2 separate regions of the Gossypium hirsutum genome follow, and region 1 is linked to region 2. Evidence: chromatin contacts called from public Hi-C data. All regions are on one chromosome and are shown on one strand. The core of a region is the stretch at or near the end of the contact, and the rest is flanking DNA. Distances in the headings are between cores, read along the strand shown. Region 1 holds the start of LOC107929409 (protein MODIFYING WALL LIGNIN-2). Region 2 holds the start of LOC121204501.

Region 1 (5,885 bases), core at 2,036-4,535, 430 kb after region 2:
ACCTTAGGGGCTGAATAAGGCCTAAATGTGAGCTAATATACTTTGTGAATATATAGGAGACCACTAAAAGGCGTATTAATTCGATACTAGTCATTGTGTTACAACACGAAGCATTGGGTGTCACAACACAGGGAGCAGAATACAAGAATTCCAGAACTCCCTTCGATGTCACAACATAACCTAGGGATGTCACGAAATAACTTGGGGATGTCGCGATACACCCTTGAAGACACCCTGAAGATGGAGCATACTACCCTCGATATTGTGACACAGGACCTTGTGTGTCACGACATCACCTCTGTATGGGAAATAATTATAAGTCAGGGGCGTTTTACTCCGCACAATAAAATAGTAAACACGGGGACAACAACTGACCTAGGGTTATGGACGACGACTACTCTAAAATCTATAAATAGGCTAATTTAACACATGTTATGGACAACTTTGATATTGTATAGTTTTCTCTTTAGTTTTAGTCTTTAGTTTCTCCTTTTTCTTAGGTTTTAAATTTTATTTCAGTTCTTGTTATTTGCTTTTGTGGGGAGATCAAATTTGTGAAACACAACCAAACTCTATGAGAATTCAACACTTAATTCTAAATACAAATCAAGCTTCTTCTAAACTTTATTCTCTTGAATTATTCTTCATGTTTATTCTTTCTATCAAGTTTATATTATTTATTAGATCCATGAGGAACTAATCCTCCTGTGGGGGATTAGCGAGTGGAGGTATGATTAATTAACTATTTTGTAAGGGTTTCTTAATGAATCAGTTGTTCAGGAAAGGAAAAACCTAAACCCAAAGGCGAATCTAGGGGGGCTGGCAAAGGCCCCAACCCTTCTTAAAATGGAAAATTGCTATTTACGCTATTAAAAACTATAAAAATTATAAAAAATGATTTAATCATTTAAAAATTATAATGATATAGACTATTAAAAATTAAAATTTCATTCGACCCCCTAAAAAAATTTTCTGGCTTCGCCCCTGCCTAAACCTAGGCCTGATAACCCTAGGAAGTCATTAAGGTGGGAATCAACCTAAATTTTGTGTGGTCTATCTGTAAACACCTTAACCCTAAATCGGTCTGGACTGTGAGGTCAAGAGATAAATATTTATTGCCGACTCATTATTCTAGTAGAAGACCAGAAGATCTTCTAGGATATCGACTAGTTGATTAAATGAGAAAACCTAAAGTGACAGTTGATTATGACTACCGAAGCAAGCTAATCACCCATGACCAGATTTGATATATTTTACTTTTTGATTTCTCGTGTTTTATTTATTTCTTTACTTTCTTTTATTATTATTAATATAGTTTACCAAAACCGTTCTTTTTATTCTTCATAATATAATCCAATTAAAGTACTAATTAAATCTATTCATGTTTAGGCTCCCTTGGGTACAATCCTTGCAGTACTCACCTACTCCGTTGTAACTATATTACAACCTAAATCGTACACTTGCGGATGCTGTTTTTTGTATCTTTTGTATAGGATTTCTACTCTGGATGTTAGTACGTTCGGAGGCGGTTATTGGCAAAGCAATGTTAGCAACTATCCATAATTATATAATGCAATAGAATGTTATTCCGAAGGGAGTTTGCTTTGAAATTGATAAAATTATTTGTAACTCTGTGTAGGGACACATTGAGGAGAAGAAAGGGATAAATCTTTTCAAGTGGAATGATCTCTGCAAAGTTCCAAAACGTGGCAGCATTAGCTTTAACAAGCTTGATTGTCCAAATGATGCTTTCCTCGTAAAAATTGGTTTTAATCTTATCAAGAAACCTAATTAGTTATGGGTTTAGGTTTTCAGAACCAAATATAAATTGAGGGGAAATCTACCTACATCCTTATATATGGGTAATGTGTCATGGTTATGGAAAAGAATTTGTGGTATTTGGCGTAGGATTTGTGATGGTTTTATCTAGAATGTAAGGAATGGCATGAATGTAGATTTTTATAAGGGTAATTGGGTTAAGGAATGTATCCTCTTATTGATGTTTGCACCCAACCCTTATAAATTCCTATTAAACATGTTCCTGTTAAGGATATGGTAACTCGCAATGTGATCGTATTTTCAAGACTACTAGTCTCATAGGGTTTTACTCTTAAATCCGTAAACAAAAAAAAAAAGAAAAAAACTCCATCAACTAGCTAATAATAATATAGAATTATGACAAATTGAGTAACATGTACATTCATCAGCCATGTTTGTATTTGGGCAAACTTATGGTAAATATCTTTCTATGCCTTACACTTAAATTTTCATTTAGTATTGAACACTTTAAGTATAATGAGTGAATGTCGGATTTTATTGCATTTGGTTTTGAAGTAAATGATCGTTAGTGTGTGGTTTATGGGGATTTAGGTTATGGATTGTTATTTCTTATTTTTATTTAAGGTTTTTCAAGTAAAATGTTTATGCTTTAGATGAGATAAAAAGGAAAAACGCAATGGATAAAAATGGAGAAAGGCGAGAAAGGCAATGGATAAAATGTTTATGCTTAAAATTTTAATTTTGATTAAATCATACACATTTAAAGAAATAAATTCATTAATTTATTTTTATATTAAATAACTATAATTATTTATGCATGCGGTATATAAACAAAAAACGATGTTATATCCATAATTGTGTTAATAATTTACAAGAATTGAATCAAATCAAAATTTTATGTTAAAATTACACAAAATCAAAATTCAAGTATACAATTACAATTAAATTATAGTTCATATATAATTTTAATATTTATCCCTATAAAAATATAATAAAGTCTAAGGTTTTGAAAATTTTAGTGTCATGGTTAAATTGTATTATTGTGAGTTTTTTTTTTTTATTCAGTCTAAATTGTATTTTATAAATTTTATATAGAATATGAAAAGATAAAAACATTCCCTACTTTAAGAAATCATTTTTAATGTTTATTAATAGTTAATCAACTCAATATTATCTTAGCTAGGCTAAGAGGCCCGTTCTTAAGGTAGAGGTCCTTAATTTCCAAGGCGAGCTCCCGGATGATTTATAAATATAAAAAATTTAAAATTTAAATAGAAATAATCAATTATTTAAAATAGTCTAGATTTTCAAAACGATTATTATTCTATTTACCCATCATAGTGTTTTAATTATATTAAAAAATGAATTACATGTTACAGAATTTTCTTTTATTCCACGATCACTATATAATTATACTTTCTAAAATAATTTTATTAAAAAATATGAGCTTAGGAATTATTATCAAATAAGATGCTATTATATATATTATCATTCATTTATTCTATTCTACTTACAATGCCCATTTAAAATAAATCAAAGTCTAACAGCCAATTCGCCATTGCGGAATATAGCAAGAAAAAGAGAGGAGAAGAAAGTGCCAGTTATACTCGGTGGTAACTTAATGCTCACTCTTGAGGTGGTGGAATTTAATAAGAAAGTGTTGGTTCAGATTTCACCCATCCAAAAACTTCCCATATAATCTAAACAACTTCCAACTAGGGACAGGGACAGCGACAGAGACATGCATGGTTTCTCTCCTTACAAGCAATGTCAATGAAACAATTGTTTGTAAGAACCCCAAGAAAGCTCGCTCCCACCCCCACCCCACCGCACAGAAACAGGAGCTGGATATTTGATCACCGCCACCACCTCTTCTCTTCACTAACTTCCAACTTCCCAACACAAAGCGGCCACCTGCGATATGGGAAAACATCCACTTGGTTGCGTCTTAACGTTCTCTGTCCTTGCCTCCCTCGGCCTTGTCTCCTTCGCCGCATGTCTGGTTGCTGAGGCAAAGAGATCCAAGGTATGTATATAAATTAATTCATTCCTTGCTATTATTAGTTGATAAGGGTTTTTAATTGGTTTAATTCTCCAGAAGGTTGATTTGAAGTTGGATGGAAAGATGTGTTTCTTGCCTGGAAAGAGTGATGCCTTTGAACTGGGTGTGGCTGCATCAGTCTCTCTCTGCACCGCTCAAATCATAGGGAACGTACTACTCTGTGCAAGTTACTGGTGGAGTGCAAACACAAGAAAGCCTAAAAAACCAACTCTTACTGCAATTTTGCTGGCGTTTTCCTGGTAAGGTGTTGCACTGCATGTGTATTGATTATATTGATGCCACCAGTTATGTGGATTGCCTATGCCAGCCATGTTAACACAAAATTAGGCCACTACTACTACTGCTTGTACAACTGTATTTAAGTGGACCCGACCGGGGAACACCTTCTATAATTGCAATTTTTTTAGCTACAAATGTATTTTTGACCTTTTTAAAAATTAACATTTTTTCTATTTTTTAAGGTATGTACCGGAGGAAGCCTAATAATTAATCCAAAAATTTTATTAACTTTAATCCCGGATTAGAAGGCGGCTTCTTAGACAGTATCATTTTCCTAATCATAAACGAAAAACCTTCATTTTCTTTTATTGTTTTCTTCCTTCCTTTCAATATTTCTAGAATTCCTGGTCAGCAGAAAAAGGTCCAAGTAACGAATTTTCCAATGGAGCTACAAGTGGGTTAATTTGATTGGGTAGAGTAGATCAGAATCTAGAATTTTTAAGGGTTTTTAAGGGATAGATATGAAGGAGATTGGAGACAAACTAGTTGTAGAAAATGGGTGGACAGCTGGAAATATACCCCTTTCTATATCCCACTCCCCCCAGATCAGATCATCCAACGACTGGATGCGCCTAGGAAAATATATTCTCTAAAAATAAAAAAAATCAAAGATAGCAGACACATAGTCTTGGACGTTGGTGTCTAGTGCTACTAAATAAAATAAAATAATAATTAATTAAATTTGGATATGGATTTGGAGGAACATGGATTGTCTTTGCTTTTCTTTTCTTTTTAATTAAATTTTTTTTAAAAACTTGGAATAGAATCTTATATTAAAAAGAAAGAAATATTGCAGGATCAGCTTTGGAGTTGCAGCAATCCTAATAAGTGCAGCGACGAGCATGAGCAGAGCACAACCCTACGGAGAAGGGTGGTTGGACGGTGAATGTTACCTAGTTAGAGACGGAGTGTACTTGAGCTCCGGGGTCTTAAGTCTACTTGCCGTCTTCACCTTGATTGGAGCTGCCTCCATCACAATTACAAACAATCAAGTACTTGACCAAGCCCACAAAATCAATGCATGAAAATCAAAATAAACAACAGTGATAGAAAGAAAATATAGACACGTACGTATGATGGGGTGTTGAATTTTTTAAACAAACGACAGTCAGGTATGTATGTATAAGATCAAGTGTGAAATTAATGCATTCAAGTCCACCAAGATCACAAGTGACGGAGCAGAAGCCGGGAGCCCCCCCCCCAATCGGATAAAAATCAAATAAAAGAATGAACAAGAGCCAACGAGGAAGGCGCCCCAAAGCGATATCTTACCATATACAGTTACCTACTCCATTTCTTTGATCCGTTCCCTAAGGAAAGGAATAATAAAATAGGTTCAACAAGAATGAAAGTGGTGGTTCTTCTGTAAAGTTGGTTGTTGGTCGATCTGGATGGTCCATCCCCCCCACAGCGACAACGATGTCATTTTAATTCCTATCTTGCAAAAAATTTTCCTTATGCCCTTTTTCCTTGTTTCACCACTTGTATTCCCAAATTATTGTAGTTATATACATACAATTTATGTACTATATACAAAGCAAATTAAGGCCTCGTATAAATTTGGATGCAGCACTCCTTGAGCCCAAACCACATCAATGTTTGATCAATATGTCTATTTATCCAAATAGATTATCAAAGGGACTCAGTTACATTTGGTACTATTCCACCATGCTCAGAAAAATACTTCCACAGTCCATAGAGGTCTTCATCATGACTATATCAAAATTCTTCTTATTATGATGCCCTTTCCTATTGTTCATCAATG
Region 2 (5,975 bases), core at 2,979-5,478:
ATCCTAGCCGTCACCTGAATCCCCCAGTGTTATTGCAAATACAATTAGAAGGATTCTCCCCCCACCATCTTATGCCATAGATAGCAATAGCTGATGGGTATATCTACTATACATAAAGGTACCGTCAATTTGTACCAATGGCTTGAAGTATACAAATGCGTCATGACATTGCTTAAAGCTCCAGAATAAACACTTGAACACTTGGCATCCAAAAAGCAACCGGTCGTTGTAGTATGCAGGGCCCATTTCAAGGTGTGTACCTGAATTGGCTACGAATAGTGGCAATTAAACCCGACACAGAAGTCTTGGGATCCGCCTTCACCATCGATAGTATTAAACCAGCTATCATATCTGAATCCATCTTGGGATGATATTATGAAATACCCGTCAACGAAGTATGTTAAATAATGCAAAGTTAAGTAATAACAGTATTATTCAAAAACCCTAAACACCAAGTGATACTGTACCAGCAACACCCGTTTGTGGACCTTTTTACTTCTTTATCTCTCACAACCTTGTATTTTTCCTAACCGTAGCCATGATTTTTCATGAACATGTACTATATTGCACAGCACATTTAGCCTCGAACTTATCAGACTTGGATTTAACCACGTGATAGTTAACCCTGTTCATGAAGCTATATTATTTCAATGCACTGAGAAAACTATCCTTACTGGAAAACTCCTTACCAACTTTCAATTCACCCAAATCCAACGGTGAACCTGTATGGTCATACCTTTTGTGTGGTAGATCTGGAAACTCTAACGCATTATCTGTTGATAGATCGACATTATGCATGTGGACTGAAGGCAAGTACGTCATAAATCGCGGATCTTCTTCTTCTTTATCTATACCTCATTCACCATCTTTAGGTTTGGTTGGAACATGCTCCGGTTCAGAAAATAATGCAACTTCTACACTATTGGGGCTGGACTTTCGAGGTGGATCCACATCGGACTTATTACCCAACCTACAATCATCTGCAACTTACGAGGTCCCCTCGCCGGTGGATGTCGTAAGGAGTACATCATCCCTTTTTGTGGACGTTTCGTAACGTCCCCAATCAGATGTGGATTGCCAGCCATTAGAAGTTGATGATATTCCCTAGTATGTATTTCTAGCATCAAACATCGACCCACCAAGGTGCATATCTCATCCACTAACCGAATGTCGTGCAGGGGTCGTGTATTCCTCTCGGACAGCAATAGATATTGAAGTTGCACATGCTTAATTTAGCGATGAAAATTGTACATATAACTCAAGATAGGGTTATCTACTAGCGAGATGAGTCTACACTATCGCCTCCAAGCTACAATCACCTTTTATATCAAATGAGTCATATGCCACGGGATCAACCGAAGCACAAAATCGATACTTAATAGATGAAACTCTCATTGGCGTCGTTCCGAAAATTTTGCGCCTAATTCTTTTACGAAGTTCTATCAAATCTATGTTTTGGTTAAAAATCATTCGTGTTGTGTTCTCCGATAAAAAAATAACGCCTTTCTCGGTGTCATAGACCTCACCATCATAGTAAATAACATCACTAATACGTTCACTCATCTTCAATTTCTATTCTTCTAAACTTCTTTAATTTTTTTTGCTGTAACTTATGCAACATGAAAAATAAAATTTGGCTCATTTATAGTCTAAGGCCAAACAAAAACTACTGTAGAAAAAGAGTATCCACGTGGGAGTTTTTTTAGTAATTTTGCTAACAGTGCATCCTGCTTGAAGCATTTTTGATACTAAAAATTACTTTTTCAGGAACTACTGTAGAAAAAGAGTATCTACGTAAGAGCTTTTTTCAGTAATTTTGCTAATAGTGCATCCTGCTTAAAACGTTTTTGACCCTATTTTTTCAGAACCGTCTTCTCAAAATTATTTTTTCAGGAACTACTGTAGAAAAAGAGCATCCACATGGGAGCTTTTTTAAGTAATTTTGTTGACAGTGCATTCTGCTTGAAGTGTTTTTGACACTATTTTTTCAAAATCGTCTTCACAAAATTATTTTTTCAGAAACTACTGTAGAAAAAGAGCGTCCACGTGGGAGCTTTTTTTAGTAATTTTGCTGACAGTGCATCCTGTTTGAAGCGTTTTTGACATTATTTTTTTAGAACTGTCTTCTCAAAATTATTTTTTTTTCCAAAAACTACTATAGAAAAATAGCGTCCACGTGGGAGTTTTTTTCAGTACTTTTGCTAATAGTGCATCTTGCTTGAAGCGTTTTTGTCACTGTTTTTTTAGAACCGTCTTCTCAAAATTAATTTTTCAGAAACTACTATAAAAAAACAAAATCCATCTTGTCAATATAATTTTTTCAAGACTCAACCCTAAACCCTTTTACAAAAACCCTAAAACCTAAACACAAAATTATTTTAAAAAGTTCTAAACCCTAATTTAATTAATTTTCTAAAAAACCCTAAACCTAATTTATTTATTTTTTAAATTCCTAAACCCTAATTTATTTTTTAAAATCCTTAAACCCTAAATAAATAAATTCCTAAATTATTTTAACAAAAACCTAACCTTAAACCACTAAAACCCTAAACTCATAAACCCTAGGCACTAAAATACAAATAGCCTTAACCTTAGAAAAACACGGGCTAAAGTGTGTCCTTGAAGGAGCGCTTTTGCCATGTCAGCAAAGCGCGTCCACGTCAGTGCATTTTTTGCTGACATAGAAAAAGCGCTCCCTCAAGGCCGCTCTTTCTGGAATTTCCCCTTAAAACACTCCTACGTGGACGTGTTTTTATATTTTTGGCCCATTCCAGTAAATAATAAATAAAGTGACCAATTTCCGTAAATAAAATAGGGAATGGCCTTTCTTTGTTAAATGTTCCTAAAAATGAAATTAAGTAAATTTAATTTTCAAATCTTTGATAATATATAATTTCACAATAAATCATTTGTTTTTTCTTTTAACTTTTATCATTTTTAAACTATCTATTGAATTTCTTTCTTTCTTTTTGAAGTCAAAAGGAGAGGGGCTGAGCCCTACAAAACTACAAATCAGTCAACATTGGCATCACTATAAGAAACATTACCCAGGTGGTTTACTAAGAAGTGGATGTGTAAATTTTTTGATTCAAAAATCATCGGCAACCTTGTAAACATGATTGAATCGGACTAGCCACTCTCTGTTACAAAGCTGTTAATATCATCTCTCTTCAGTCTCACATGAGGATGAACAAGAATTCCACATTGATTTTATTTGTTTTTCTGGAGTTGATTGTCTTACATATAAGCATTCAATCTAGTGTTACCTAAGAAACATACCTAATTAAACAACTTTTGTCGTTGCTTTGGTGCATGTACAGAACAGAGCATACAAAAGAAAATGGAAAGGCTTCACTATTCAATGTAGATGTATGTATATAGAACAAAAAAAAAAAAAAGGAGGAAATTATTTGGCCTTGGAACTACAGCGCGAAGGAATGTAAGTTCCATTCAAAGGATGGAAACGCAACTGGCAGTCGAGACGACACAAGTACCTAACTGAACCCAGGCTCCCTATTCGCCATCTCACCCTGCTACTGCCTTTCAAATCGAATATAATCAAATCTTTCTTCAAACCCGCGTCCACATCCTCTGCTTGATCTGGTCTTAAGGGTATGGGTGAAGATGGCACTACATAATTAAAATCAACCGAACTGTTCTTACCTACTTCAAAGGGTGGTGCGACCAGCTGCGCTACCACTTCCCTATTCAAGCTTAGGCTGTAACTCGAATCCGAGAAGCTTGCATGCGCCTTTTCGTTCCCATTCTTGGCTCGAATTAGTATGGTTACCTGAATTTCCAGAATACCCGCATAATCAATCTGGATATGGTCAAGGTAAGCATCCATGACGCTGACGTACGGCACCCTGGGATGTATAACTAAGTATCCTATGAAGGTAACGATGCCTCCTATGATGACTGCTATGGTCAAGACGGTGCAGATGATAGCACCACACCACACCAGCGGATGGGTTGCTCGTTCCCGACTAGTTGAGAACTTTGATTTTGGGGCCATTTGGTTGGGAGTGTCTGATCATCAATCAGTGTCAACATTCGGAGGATTTTTCTTCTTTAAGTTATGGTTTTAGGAACACAATTGAAGTAATATACTGGGAGGGGTATGGATGCTCTGTTTTAGGCGTCTCAAGATTGGCAAGATATAAATTAGCTCTAATTGGCAGGGAAGTATCTTCCTTTCCTACATCTAAAGCGTGTATACTCTAATAGCAATAACAACTCTATTAAGGAATCTAAGGTCACTTTATCTCTTATAAAGTCAAAACTAAATAGCTGTAGCTAGGCCACGCAAACATGGGCTTGCCTTTATATATATCTTGACGCAGTATTGCACCATCCACATCCATCCATTTATCTAGACCAGAAAACCCTTTTACTATACTTTACTATACTCTATATTGCATTTTAATTTCTCTATTAAAAAATAGGTAAATTAATTTTTATACGTTAGATTAGTAGAAAAAATGATCCCTTCGTTTAGATTTGTTGTTTATATATAAGGTATAATAACAAATTTAGCCCTCAATCTTTACACGTTTATTCAATTTGACCTCTATTTTTTTATTAAAAATAAATTATAACTTTTTAAAACTAATAAGGCTAAAAGGTCAAAAAGTATATATTTTTTTCATATCAAGAATCAACCTAGACTCGTTCAAGATGTAATTTTTTATTATTAATTTTATATATTTTTAGTTTTTTAATGTTATTATTTTGAAATTCAGAAAAATATAAATTAAAAAATTAAAAAAAAAACATTTAACTTAATAGGAAAGTATAAAATGCAGAGTGAATTTAGATGTGGTTCTTTTAGCAATTTTATCGATTTATATATATATATTATAAATTTCTAATTTTTTATATTTATATATTTTTATAAATTTATAATTGGTTTTAGATTTATATATTATTTTTTGAATAAAGGATGTAGGCATTGGCCCAAAACCATGCAAACTTAAACAAATGCAATTTGCAAAACAGAGGGATCTAAAATGTCTCTCGCTTTGCAAGCGTAGCTTCCAAATCAGAGTAAGATACATGAAAATTGTGAAGAATACGTTCAATTTTTTTTTAAAATCTTATAAGGATCAGTATCGTTATCTTTTAATAAAATTTATATAATTTATTAAATTTTTTTATAAATATTTTTTAAAATTTTATGATTTTTAATAATTTTTAAATTTTAAAAAGACTTAATTGATTTTTTAAATTTCTTACTAAGGCCTTTTTTGATCTTTTAGTCTTATTAGTTTCAAAATTTTCTACCTTACTTTCAAGAAAAGGGTATGGGTCAAATTCAATAAATGTGTAGAGGTTGAGAGCTAATTTATTATTATACCTTATGTATAAACACCAAATTTTGACGAATGGATTGTTTTGTCTACTAATCTAACTTATAAAGGCTAATTTGCACATTTTTTCAATAAAAAGACTAAAATGCAATCTAAAATATAGTACAAAGAGTTTTATAATACTTTCACCATAGAATTTATATATACACTAGTGCATGCAGGAGATTACAAAGTGTATAAATTAATTATAATCCTAAAAGTTATGAAAATCTATCAAAATTTGAATTTAATAATAAATTATTTAATAAATAAATTTGAACAATTTAATATGTATAAATGGTAATATTGATTATAATTATAAAACAATCCATGTGCTTTTAATTAATAATATTGTTAATTAGAGATGTATGAGTTTATTGTATTTAAATTAAAAGATATATTTAATTAATTTATATTCTTTTATAAGGTAATTATTTGATATATGAGTGGTTAAAAATTTTTATTCCATAAGCAGGGCTAAAATTTTACTACATGTCTTATTATTATTTTTTAATTCTTTAAATAAAAAATAACCATTTGTAAACTTTAAGTGCACTCTATTAGAATCACCATAATTTATTTGCAAAATCGAAGTACTAGTATAGAATCTTAGTATTAGTATTGCAT

The links. Hi-C and Micro-C count contacts between places; a contact is called where the count stands out from the background.
Region 1: a contact with region 2 is called in a Hi-C map of leaf, with 2.2 times the contacts expected there. The contact joins the promoter of LOC107929409 here to the promoter of LOC121204501 in region 2. A contact is called at or near these places in 13 of 34 Hi-C or Micro-C datasets (anther, callus, hypocotyl and 2 more).

Annotation. Positions count from the first base shown.
Region 1 is chrA08:109,965,996-109,971,880 of Gossypium_hirsutum_v2.1, forward strand. It overlaps LOC107929409 (protein MODIFYING WALL LIGNIN-2), which reads left to right and starts at 3,286. Exons shown (of 3, transcript XM_016860822.2): 1 at 3,286-3,805; 2 at 3,881-4,080; 3 at 4,917-5,689. The coding sequence starts at 3,701. The coding sequence ends at 5,145. LOC107929410 (a long non-coding RNA gene) reads right to left here. Exons shown (of 6, transcript XR_005899437.1): 6 at 5,873-5,885.
Region 2 is chrA08:109,532,513-109,538,487 of Gossypium_hirsutum_v2.1, forward strand. It overlaps LOC121204501, which reads right to left and starts at 4,229. Exons shown (of 1, transcript XM_041074385.1): 1 at 3,188-4,229. The coding sequence starts at 4,015. The coding sequence ends at 3,407.